Linked DNA regions of Gossypium hirsutum: region 1 is linked to region 2. A link is a contact called in public Hi-C data. All regions are on one chromosome and are shown on one strand. Each heading gives the region's core, a stretch centred on a gene start, on an enhancer-like site or on the middle of the called end of the contact. The rest is flanking DNA. Distances are from core to core; before and after follow the strand shown.

Region 1 (6,923 bases), core at 2,764-5,263, 170 kb before region 2:
GGCATCCCCCAACGAACCGGAGCCTCGTATATTTCAGAATCCATAACCTATTTACGTGAATGGGACTTGAGTAGCCAAAATTAACAAAAGAGAATATCACAGATTTCACTTCAGAAGTCAATAATCAGTGGTTTCTAACCTCAAAATATTCATCATCAAAAGGAACTTCATCATCAATCCCGATGTCTGAATGGTTGAAGTCACCGACTGCCTGGTTATTCTCTCGTACGGGAATGTCCATCCCAATCAGAACATTCTGAAAGAAAAGAAATCATTACAAATTTTAGAATATGGCACTCATTGAATAGGAATTAAAGTCAAGTGAAAATGTAGAGTTACTTAGAAAAAATAATTCCATTAATCAACTGTTAGCATTTCTATTTTGAACATTTGTTGTAGTCTATGGTGTTCTGGCTCTCTTCACTTTTCTTAAAATAACCATGTCCAACATATATTTCGGCAAGAGTATAACTCTCTAGGAACCCTCTAGATACACGGAACAAACTTAAATATACCTATGTTGGACACACCCTTATTAAACACTCACACTTGAGCCTGAGTAACAGATTTTGCTATGATATCTCAACAAGCTTAACTACTCACCATTCCGTAAGATTCTCATACTCATATGAGAGCATCGGATGCAAGTATGTATTTGATACGAGTATATTCAATTTTTTAAAGTTTTTTCCATGTATTTGAAGGATCTTTTGAGAATCATATTCCAATACCCATGTCCAAATATGTGTCACACACATATACTTAAAAAAAGATGAAGAGTCAAAACAACGTTGCAACGCATGAAAACTGTTACACTAGCAGCTTCTAAATGATTAGCCAAATGACACGTAATTTTGAAGTAACGAGTGGCACCAAACTTGAGCTAGAAAATCAAAACAACATTTGAGTAGAAATGATATCCTCACCACAAGGTTACTCGCTCCGCGATCTTTTAAGATGTTCTCATCATCCAAAATTTCAAAAAAGATATCTAAATTTGAAAGAAAAGATAACACATAAATTAGGTTAACACATAAAGAGAACTAATGGTTTAATATATATATGCATATGTAGGTGTGTGCTCATTTGTATACATATACAAGGAAACTGGAGACAAATCCTAAAGCCTTAACGGGAATAAAAGCCTAATAGAGCTCAAAGGTGGTCTCCAATAAACTTACCTCCATAATCATCAACAACATATGGAAACTCAGCCCATGAAATCTGTTCATGAGGTTCAGAATGTACTGTCCCAGGAAAGACTAGCAAAGCACTGCTGTTAGCCTAAGGCAAGCAAAAACTAGAAAAGCATAAACATGAATTCTTGTTGCAGAGGAAGTTATGTTTATCTATGTTGCTCCGACTCTTAATTTTTCTTCAAGTGCACATGTCTGAGACTTATATTGAACACAAGTCTGTTCATAGGTATTTGGAACCTCGAAGAAATCTCCAAATACCTAAAAAATCTTGAAAAAAAGTTTAACATACCAGTGTTGGACACATCCTTGCATCTGACACTCACAACTGAGTCCAAGTAACAAGGATGCTTATGTCGTCAGTCTAACAAACACACTGATGACACTATCAAATAAATTCAGCTCATTTCAAATTGTCTAAACTAAGGTTTTTTTTTTCCAATTGAGTAATTATAAAATTCACCTCGACGGTTGTCCTTGCTATTTCAGCTGATGACAGTTGTATCTCCTGGATCCTTTTGGAAACTTTAAGTTCTTCAAGAGGGTGATAACCTTGGTTGCTTTCATAACTCGATGGATTAGGAACAGAATCAGAATAATCCGCGGCAACTAAAACTTTTGAAAGGGAAAGATCACGTCCCATAGACAACCAATGAAATTGTGTTGATCCAAAAAACAGGTTCCTGCATCTGACACTGAAATGGAAAACTGCATCTCAACCAATTGGATTTAAAGACAAATCAGCTGAGAAGACCAGATAATAGAATGTCATCTGGTGATGACCTTCTCATCAGATGACATTACAATAATACATGAAACTCTCCCCGGAAACAACCATAACAAAACATATGCAATGATCATTATTTAACTCTAAGTTACTATACTCAAGTATGAGTGCCATACGGGTACTAGTCCGACACAGGCAGGTTCAATTCTTTTTTTGAAGTTTTTCCACATATTAGGAGGGTTATATCCCCATTTCAATGTCCTGAATACTCATCAGACATAGCGTTGAACATAGGTAATTGAATAACAAAATTTTTACACAATACAGAAACGGTTTTCTCTTTTCCAGATAAACTCAGATCCATTTAACTATTGCACACCTTATGCCGGGCGAGTCTGTCACTTTGCAGCCATCAAATGTATGTCTGATCCAACCATTGTTGACACCAACTAATGGTGAGTAATAAGCCCCTTCTACTTGACATAAATGACACTGGGAAGAACCTAATAGCATAGTTCAACAAGAAAGAGTTATCAGAAGATGTCATGAAAATGCAAATGCAAATGCAAACATTAGAATTAGCCACACTAATAAACTAAGATGTATGAACAAATATTCACAAAATGTGCATAACTTTAGAATTTTATGTCGGTGTAAGAAAGAACTTGAGTATAAGACCTAGCATAATACACTGAATCATATACTCTATACATTTTAATCGCCCCTCATTGACAGAGGAAATCAAGTATAGAATCCAGAGCATGCAATCAACCTGCTCGGTTAGAAAAACTGAAATTGACCCCAATTTAAAATAACCAGTAACCATCTGACCATGATATCATAATTGAAATAACCAAACTGAGTTAGTTCGGCTGGTTATCTCGATTAACCAACTTAGTGAGAATGGTAATTGGGTTGGATTTAGATAAAATATTTGTATATTATATATTATATATTATATAATTATGTTTAAAAATACATAAACATATTTATTATAAGTTGGTTGAGTCAATCAGTTTGGTTACTCATTTCACAATTTGAAAAAAGACCAAATTAACTTATTTAAACCAAAGCTCATAACCAACCAAGTATGACATCGTTTTAATTGAACTGAATTGACCAAATCATGCCAGTTCTGGTCAATCTTGTCGGTTTAGACCGAATTCTGCTCACCACTATTTACCAATTACCTAGCAAGAGGTCACTTCTTGTGAAAATGAAATTTATTATTGGTTCACTATTAGGCAAAGCAATTTGCTTTCCCAATCCCTTTTCATAAATTTAAAATAATATTAAAAGGGGGAAAAACCCAGAAAGACAACTAAATTAAAGAACATGAAGTGTGCCCATTTGCACGTAGGTATTCTGATGATTTCCACAGAAAGGGTTACTGAATCTAATAAACCGTTCCAAGCGAAAGTTTTCTTTTTTAGCTACTTAAATATTTACAAATCATCTTTTAAAATTCCTTAAATATTTATAAATCATTTCCGTCCCATTGCATTCCCATCCCTAATTTGAGCATGAACAAGAAAAGATAGTGAAGAAAAACAATGATAAAACCAGACCTTGAACAATTACACTTTTTTGCTTCATATTTTCATCACATCAACAGAAATCAACTTGAATAAAGAGAAAAAAACATTACATGCATGTAGGCACATTTAAGATAATAAAATTTCATCTAATTTAGGCTTTAAACAGCAAATCAGGCATCGAAGATTAGAAATACAAAAAGGGTTTGCTTCAAAACATGGAAATCAGAATGGGAACTTAACCAAAACAATAAGAAATAAATAAATCTTTGTTCTTCATTCGTCTATTCCCAATTAATCCACAATCATAAAAAGAATTTGGGTGCAAGTAAAATAAAAAGATGGTTTTGAATGTAATTACCGACGGAGAAGGAAGAAGCAGCGGCGATCGCCATGAAATAAGAGGGAGAGATGGGGAAAGGGATCAGAGAAGACAGTGACAAAATGATTGATCCATCCAAATCTTCTGTCGGAAAGAGTCTTCAGAGCAGAGCTTTGAGAAAAAAGACACTAAATATCGACAAAATCATATTAAAGAAATGTCTGTTACAAACCTAGACAAAACAGATTCGAGTAGTGGACATAACTGTCATTTTCACTTTCGGACTAGGATAAGGAAAATAAATTATATTATTTTTTTATGAAAAAATATTATTAGCACTTAGCTCGCTTTTTTTTTCCTTATATTATTTACACTTTCAAAAATTTTGATTTTAGGCATAAAAAATGAATAAGCAATTTAGGCTTTCACACTGTATAATCCATCATTTTAGTCATTATCTTAAAATAGTAAACGAAAAATTATATATTTTAGCCACTTATCTTAAAATAGTAAACGAAAATTTAACGTGAAATAAAATTTCCTATTAAATAATAATATTTTAAAAATTAACCTTAATAACTCTGGTTTCTTTGTTTCATCATCATCTAATCATCATCACCATAACCACCATCATCGGGCCATTGTCATCTTCTTCTCCAACATCAACCCCTAAGATCTCTTTGACAATTGTTTCTGTAACGGTCCGATTTTCAGTGGTATCGAAACATGCGGTTTTAGGATATCATTTTTGTAAATAGAGTTTGTAAATATAAAATAGGAATATTTACGGAGTTAATATAAAAATATGTTGAAGAATGGTTGAGTAAACTAGCTGATAAAATAGTTAATTAAGGCTCAGTGACTGAATTATAAAAGTCCAATCGTTATAGAGTTTTAATTAAGAAAACGCTTGAGGACTTAAATAGAAATTATCCTAAGGGGCTAAAATGGTTATTAAACCAATAAATAGCATGAGATAGTAGATGTTGATGTTAATATTAGCATCCACTTTTGTTTAATTATGGGATTAAATATATAAGTATGCTTTATTAAGGTAACTAAACATGATCTATTAGACTAATTAAGCACTAATTGGCCTATAAATAACAAAATTGGTGGAAAGAAATAGAATATTATCATCTTCTTCTCCATCCTTATTCATCCACCATAGTTAAAAACCAAAAGGAAGTTTCAAGCTCACCTAACATTCAGTCAAGCAAAAATTCAAGGTAATCAAGCCTTTTTCCATGTAATTTTTCCATGTTTGTGATCATGAGGCTTAATTTAGCTAGCCCATGTATCAATTTGATCAATTGTTGAAATTTTAGCAAGGTGTCATTGTTGATAAATTGATGAATTAGACTTGGAATTGATAGATGTTGAACTCAGATTATGAAAAGTATTAAATTGTAAAGTTAATTAAGCTTGTTTGTTAACTTTGTAACATTAGGGACCAAATTAAATAAATGAAGAATATGTCTTGAAATTTTGCTAGAAATAGAAAGTATAGGGTCTCTAATGAAAGAATTTGAAATCATATTTTAATCTAAAGCTAGGAATTCAAAGTTATGTTTATATCGAGTTTAAGGATTAAATTGAATAAAATACAAAATATGTTTGAAATAAAAAAAAGATTATTTAGTATCATGCATCTTACGATATTATTGTTGTAAGCCATTAAATGGATATTGTGTGTTGTTATGTGCTATTAATTGATATTTATATATATAATTGTATAAAATCGAAACTCGGTAGAAGTGGAGCTAGTAGCTAAAATTGCATAATAGGCCCTGAGAAACCTACATGTTTTGCGTTTTGAGGAGATAAGTACCTTGTGTTATATGTTTGCTTGTGTTTATTTTGTTATATCAATGCTTGACATAAGTTAGGGCTTGATGGAAATTAACATACATAGCTAGTAAGTGTGATTTGAATTGATATAGGCAATTTTATGTTATATCTATTGATTATAAATAGAAGAATGACAAATATCATTAAATGTATGTATAATTTATGTACAAATTTATTCGACAAAACCCGAAAATTATATGAATGATTACAAGGTATGAAAATGCAAATATGAATGATTACAGGATGTGAATATGCAAATACGAATGATTATAGGGTATGAATATGTAAATATAAATTATTGATGCCCGTGTGAACTTAGTAAAAGGTTAGGATACAATTGGCATGCCAATAGGGTCATATGCGCGCTTGTGTATGGGATAGTTGATAATATGAAGATAATGACAGGTTATTTTGAGATCCAACATCTATTGTGGATCATTGAGTTTTCATTGTCTCTACAAAGACCTTTGTGTGGTGGAGGGATTTATTTGAATATGTTTAAACACTTGATGCCTACAGGCTTTGCACTTTGGTGTCTTGATGTGGTGCAGTTTATGCTCATACGAGCTATCTTGGTGTAGTGTAGTTCACTCGTGTGTCTGAGTCCATTTTACTAGGGTTCTCTTGGGTAAAACATTAAAATTGAATCTTGAAATTGGAAAATAAAATTGTAATAGCTCATTTTCAGTGGTACCAAAAGTGGAGGTTTTAAAACCCCATTCTTCGGCGATCGAGTCAGTAAATATTATTATTTAATATTTACAAGTCATTTATAGTGTTATAATGATTTTTGGTCTAGTAATTTTATTAATTGGTTAGTTATTGTGAAAGACTAAATCGTAAAAATTGCAAAAGTTAATCACTATTAATTTATATGTGCTAAATGAGTAAAAAAAACATATTATAAAGGTTTTAAATGGAAATAATGTCATAATGGATTATAGTGGATGGTTTTTGTATAGATTAAGTAAAAAATATGTTTTTTATTATATTAAATAATATATGTTAAAACATTAGAAAACATTATCACATTCGCTTTCTTTTTCTTTCACAAACTAAAAACACCATTGAAGGGAGCTTGAAGAATTTGGTCAACTTCTCTTTTGCAATAAGCATTTTTTAAGCTTTTTTTTGTAAATTTTATGTTTTTGATATCGTTGTAGCTTAATCAAGCTATACCAGGGACTATTTCGTAATACTGTTAAAGTTTTAAAAAGTTACCATTGTTGATTTTTAAGGTTTTTGATGTTAAATGGTTAAGTTTGAAGCTTTATCATGAAATAGGACTATTT
Region 2 (6,901 bases), core at 3,962-6,461:
GAATGGGTTGAATTGCATGCGCAGGCTAAAAGTAATAATCTTGCGCGGGCGAAAAATTGGCTAAGGCTGGTTGGAGTTCGAATTTGACTGTGCCAGCTTAGTGAATCGGCTCAATAGTGTGAATGTTGACTTTTCAACCATGGGATACCGCGTTCGGGAACTCCTCCATTTAATGGATCCGCGATTTAGTTTTAAATTTGTTTGGGCCCCACGTAGTTGCAATAAAGTAGCAGATCAACTTTGTATTTGCGCTTCTAATAATAATTGTACTAAGGATTTTTATATGGATTATCCTTTGGAAATCCATGATATTATTTTAAGTGATGCAATAAATTGAGGTAGACCTTTGGGTCATTTTCTATAAAAAAAAATAATTTCAAAAAAGGAAAATTTTATAAAATTTAAAATAATATTTTTAAAATATATTAATTATATAATATTAAAATAAATAAATATAATTTAAAGTATATAAATTTTAAAAAAAATTAAAAAAAAAGTTAAATGTTCTAAATAAAAGTTTAAAATTATATAAAAATTCAACTTTTTAATTCATGAAATTTTATTATATAAATTATATAAAATAAAAATTTATATATAATCATTTAATATACAAATAATTCAAAAAATATATAAATAAAAATATTCGAATTAAAAGTTGATTGATTAAACTAATCAATGTCAACCAATGCTGGGTTAACTCTTGAACAATGACAGTGCTTATGTGACATTTTATACCAGTGCTATTGTGTGATTAAGTCATGTCATTAATGACCATTGTTGACTAATGGTTAAATGGTAGAGGCAGTAACATGAGTTATTTAAGAATCATTTCTAATGAAAAAAACTTTTTTAAGTATGAAATTGAAAAAATATATGTTATAGGTACCAATTTAAGAATAAACTTTGCATAAATAAAAACTTTTAAGACACCAATATGTTTCATAAAATCATAATATCGACACATTGTTACTACAAAGATTGGCTTAAGTCCTCTATAACCTGATGATTTTTGAACGTCTTCTCCCTTAAGTCATCATCAATCTAAAAGATTGGCTTCATCGTTTCCTTTATGATGTTTGTCTCAGGTTGCTTTCCAACGGCTCAATTGTATCACATCTTGTAATAGTTTGAAATGAGTTTAGTCATTCATTCTAGGCATGTAGATCTGTCCAAATATTTTGATATTATTTTATGATAATAAGTAGTAAAATGTAAAAAAATAAAGAAATAAAATATTATTTACTTCAAATTCAGCAGTTCATGACGTGATAATTGGATTCTAAAATTAATCATGCATTCAAACAAAAGGATATTAGTAAGAAAGTTTGTAATTATGGTAAAATATGTTGTAATTTGCTTTACATAATATATTACAACTCAAGGATAAGGTATTTTGTTACAAAAGATATCACGTTGTTGGTAAGAAATTCTGTAATATACTCCAACTCATATAAGATATTTTTAAAAGTATTTTATAACATAATAATTCATTTTGAGAGTTACAAAATAGATCAGATATTTTGTGATGACTTGTTACATTAAATAGGTAAAAGCTTAGGCTAAACTTTTTGTATAAGAGCTTGCACTAGAAATCCCCACAAACTAGCCTGATCACCCTTTTCAACTTATTTATACCATCAGATTTAAATAAGTTTTTATTATTTAATTTAAATAATAGGAAACTTATTTCAAATTCTATGTTGAAATCCCTAGCATAGAGAAATCTAGAGTAGAGAAGCCCTTTTTAGCTCAGCCTTGAGCTTAAATACTTGACCCTCTGGCAAAGTTAGGTTTACCAAATATCTTGGTTCACCTTCATTTTCAGCTGCGGAACCGTGCGGCAGCGGAAGAATCAAAACTGCTCCTTCATCACCCACACCTTGGATTGAATAATATGCCAACTTTGGCTTTTCTCCATTCAACTCCAATTCATATAAACCTGCATTTTCTAAGTTCACAAATGTTAAATTTGATCCATACACGATATAATCTGTAGACCCATTATCTTTCTCCACCGCGGCTTCAATCCTGTTTCTTTCATCACACACTTGACCTTGATCATTGGCGATCAACGTTGCTAACTTGTTCAAATCCGATTCACCGACCAAGAAGCTTGCCTTGATTGTTCTTATAATTTGATTGTTACCAAGAACATTGTTATCGTCATGGCATGGATCTTTCCTACAAACGGTAACAATTTGTGGCTCAAATCCTTCCCTGACTTTGGCTATCGCTCGCCAAAGTAGGGCACAAATTGAGTCGAAAGCCGAAACTGAACCAATCTTGGCTTGTAAGTTTGATAAATGTTGTGTGGTCAAGTTGAAAGAAAAAGTTTCCATTTTGCAGTTATTGGCAAGCACCCAAAGGTCTCCCACATGGTTCACTTGCTTTGCAGAAAGTGGTTCACTGGGTGCCTCAGGTTTTGCAGTATTGGTTAGGGATCTTGGTGCGAGGGCTGGGGAACTATTGACATTGACCATAGCCATGTGTTGGCCCCAATTGTTGATGAAATTAGAGACTGAAAATGCATCTCCAAGGATATGAGCCCAACTCAGCCCTAGTGAAATTCCACCACATTTGAACTGAGTAACCTGCACAAAGATGCACAAAATTTTCAATATCGAATTGTTGTTGGATGTGTTATTTTTGTTAGTATATAAAGCTTTTGTTGAGTTGTTGTATGTTACCAATCAGATCTCAACTCATAAGTCGAAAGTAATTATATCTTTTTCTATATTTTGAACCCATAATATTCATTATTTTAATTTTCTATAAATTATATATGTACCATTAATGTGTTCATGCTTATCATTTTGACTTTATCTGTACTGTTTTAATATTTTCTATATATTTGTAGTTTATTTTCATATTTTAATAAGATATATCAATTAAATATTTTTTTTGAAAATATCACATACACATTTAAATATATACAAATTATATACAAAATATAAATCTTAATTCTTAAATACTTGGTATTCAAAATTTTTAAATATAAATAATTTTAATTATTAATTAAGTCAATTTATTTTTAACTATAATTAAGAAAAATGAAAATCATTAAGACATATTTAAAGATAGATAGAACAGGTAGGTACATGTCGATTGGTGGGTGCAAATTAACCAATACAAATGGGTAGATAAAATGTAATAAAGTTTTTAGTATCTCCCAATTCATGAAACTGAGGTAGGTGTATTGTTGGTGGGATCCAAAACTTATGAAATCTTTTTCCAACCTCATTTTATTATTTCACAAAGTAATTATAAAATATTGCAATGCTTGGTTGGTGTTCCTGCAGCAATTTGGATGCCATCATCTTTTTCTATTTTGGGGGTATGGAAGCTCAATTTCATAAAGTAACTCCTATGTATTTCATTTATTTTGATAGAGGTGAAAGTTTTATCTTATCCACCCCCAATTTCATTTATTAAAATATATAAATATTAATCTAAAATAATACATTTTTCTTTTTCAAAATAATGATATGGTTGGGTTTAGAATTTTCTTTTTCAATTCAAGTCTGCCCATGACCACTTTTAGTCTTGAGTATTCAAGTTCGAGACCTCCGAATCTCATTATCTATTTTTGCCATGTGTGAGTTTTAGTTTAGTTATTAATTCTAATATGTGTTGTTCCAACTCTTTTGTTTGTTCGTGTTATAATTATTTGATTCTACACTTTTCTCAGTTCATCTATATTGAAGTTAATTGATTCTGAACTTTATACTTAGCATTTATATTTGTACTTTATTTATACTTATAAACTTTGAATATATATATGTATATATAAATTAAAATTATGTATTGATTTCACATATTATTTGTCAAATTTTTATTAATCTATATTATATATAAGTACTTGACCACCAACTCAATTAAGTAATAACTAAAATATCATTGTTTTACAAAATAAATTATATTATTTTGAAGTTTTTTAATAATTTATATATAAAAAAGAATACACACATAAACATTTAATTTACCATTTCAACTAAAACTTTATTTATTTTTTCATATAAATATTTTGAAAATATATATTTTTAAATATATAGTATATTTGGTACGCAAAATTTAGTGTCACGAATCAAAGACAAAAATTCAGTTAAATAGATTACAAAATTAGGGATACTTTTTGGTATTTTTCATGATTAATACTTGAAATTCATGATTACTCCTTTAGAAAAATAACCACCAAAAAAAAATATTATAAGCATAAAGTATAGAGGAAAAAATTTTCTTTTCTCACCATATAGTCAGCCAAAGATAATCTAGTTTTATCTTAATATAATCGTAAAGTGATTTAATATTGTTTAAAGAAAATCGCCTTTTGAGCTTTAGGTAAGTTGATATTGTAAATATTGTATTAGTAAAGCGACTTAAATGTTTTTTTTTCCGATTTAAATATATATATATATATTTTAATTTAAAGGTTGAGATGAATTTTGGTAGAAAAAGGATACCTGCAAGTAAACTAAAGGAGAAAAGGACAACTCAGGGCCGATGGCTCGATGATAAACAAGCAAATTCCTCTTAGAATCGTCGTCAGTTTCAAGCCATTCATCCACAGTTTCATCGCAAACACCTTCCACGAACCTTATGCCGCAGTCATTACACTTTATGTACGGTCGACCCGAAGACTCCGACCGCTTGATCCGCCCACAGGTGATGTAGTAATCGTTAAGCAAGTAAAACATGGCTTCTTTCATGTTCATGATAGTTAGCCCTTCCACTGCATGGCTGGAAAAGAAGTAGACCGCTTTGAGGTAATGGAGTTTCATGGTCAAGTCCAGGCCGCTTAGGTCATGAACCACGTCCGAACCGGTGACACAACCTGGTCCAACCGATGAGAGCCTAAGGTTATAGACAAGATCATGGTCTTGTTGGGGGGGAACCATGGTTTGCTTTCAAACTTGACTACTGGGAGATGGAACTGAAACTATGGTTGGAAATTTTATGGTTTTCCGAAATGGGGGTTTTGGGGTTTATAAATTGGTTCTTCAATCATGACCGGTGGGTGAGTTAAAGGGAAACATTTAATTGGGTCATTTTCATTTATTTGTTCTTGTTGGATGTAAAGCAGCTGGATACTTCGACTCTGCATTAAATCTTCATTGGTTTGAAATGGGAATTCACTCAATTACTAACCAGATTTGAGAAGATTATTAGCGTAGGGTAGAGGAAAAGATTGCTCTTATATATGGGTATTTCTTGGGGATTTGGTTAGACTTGCCCATAATATTAGCCTTATATATTTACGTCACGTTCAAATAAATACATTTATTAAAAAATTATATAAAAATTAAATTAAGTTTTGACTAAAATAAAAGTTGACGTTTTAAAATTTTTAATGTTTTAAAGTTAAAATTTCATTATATGTGAGTATTTATTGATTTGTCAAAATTTAAAAAGATAAAAATATTATTATAATTATATAACTTATTTTATAAAAAGAAATAATTTTTAATCAATTTTCAATAAAATTGGTACTCGATTGCAGGGGCATAGTTAGGGGGCTGGCAGGGGTCCTGGCCCCTCCTAAAAAGAAAAAAATTTCATTGAGGCTCTTTAAAATTTTAAATTAACAAAGATAAAATTATACTTTGCCCCCTAAAATGATAAAAATTTAATTTAATCCTTTAAAATTTTAAAAAATATAGATTATTAAAATGGTGAAATTATATTTTTACTATCGTAAAAATTACAATTAATTTCAGCCCTCTAAAAATTTTTCTAACTGTACTCGATTGACTTATGATACCAACAGATTTTAAGTATAATACATATTTATCTAAATTTTATCCATTCAATATACGAGCTTCAAGTTTTGTTTAAATGTGTAAATTGTTAATCCAATTTTATTTAGATTTATATTGTTTTCTAATTCTTTTAAAATATGTTATCTTTATTTTATTTAACATTTAACAATTTTATATAATTTTGTTTTTAATTATAATTACACTTAATACATCTTTAACTAAAATTACAATTAGAGAAAGGAAATTACAGTTACAATAAATAAATCTTTATGCCTACAACCAAAATCAATTATTACAATGTAAAAACAAACATAGAGTACTTAAATCAAAATAAATTTGGATAAAATTCAAATATGATAGTACTTAAACTAGAATAAAATCTAGATTGAGAACTTACATATAATATTTATGTTTGGTGGAACTCATAAGATCTAAAATTTCACAAGACTTGAATCATACTATTGAGCCAGGGCCTCAACTATTATTATTGGTACCATCTCCACTGATATATTAATGAATTGTTTTTTATATAATGTATAGAATTACTCATAGTCTTTCCTTAACTTTTAAATAGGAGGTTAAATATATTTCAGCGTATTCGAACTCACGTTCTTTTGCACTGACAACAATGTCATGCCAATAGAACTAAGACTCAATCAACATATTAATGAATTGTTAAAATAAATACTTATCATTTAATCATTACATATAATGAATAGTTTTATTTTTTTAAATATATTCAGTTGACATTATTTGAATACTAAAATTTCATCGTACTCATTTCCTGAATGGAGAAAAAAAATATATTTTAAAAAAATAATAATGTTATTATATAAAAGATTGAAAATTGAAAATAAAAAAATAAATGAAAAATGAGAAAAAAAGTTATTTATTATTATTATTATTTTGGTAAATGAAAAGCTACAAGGTAAATTTATTTAAATATGCTAAAAAAAATAAAATTGATAAAGTATGTCATTTTTTAAAACTTCATCGATCTATGCTGTATTTGAAGAGAGAAAGGAAAATGTGTTCTACAGGGCGTTTTCATTGAATTGGTAGAGAAAATGCGCCACACAGGACGCGTTTTCCCCCATCCAAAAATAGTGTCCTACATGGCGTGTTTTTTATGACAGTTCAGCGAA

Evidence for each region. Hi-C and Micro-C count contacts between places; a contact is called where the count stands out from the background.
Region 1: a Hi-C map of seedling shows a contact between it and region 2, with 2.9 times the contacts expected there. The contact joins the promoter of LOC107903896 here to the promoter of LOC107903888 in region 2. A contact is called at or near these places in 3 of 34 Hi-C or Micro-C datasets (leaf and seedling).

The regions. Positions count from the first base shown.
Region 1 is chrD05:51,075,068-51,081,990 of Gossypium_hirsutum_v2.1, reverse strand. LOC107903896 reads right to left here and starts at 4,013. Exons shown (of 12, transcript XM_016830088.2): 1 at 3,820-4,013; 2 at 2,303-2,426; 3 at 1,660-1,891; 4 at 1,182-1,284; 5 at 927-991; 6 at 140-256; 7 at 1-47. The coding sequence starts at 3,853.
Region 2 is chrD05:50,910,556-50,917,456 of Gossypium_hirsutum_v2.1, reverse strand. LOC107903888 (protein ECERIFERUM 26-like) reads right to left here and starts at 5,211. Exons shown (of 2, transcript XM_016830069.2): 1 at 4,461-5,211; 2 at 1,457-2,591. The coding sequence starts at 4,895. The coding sequence ends at 1,725.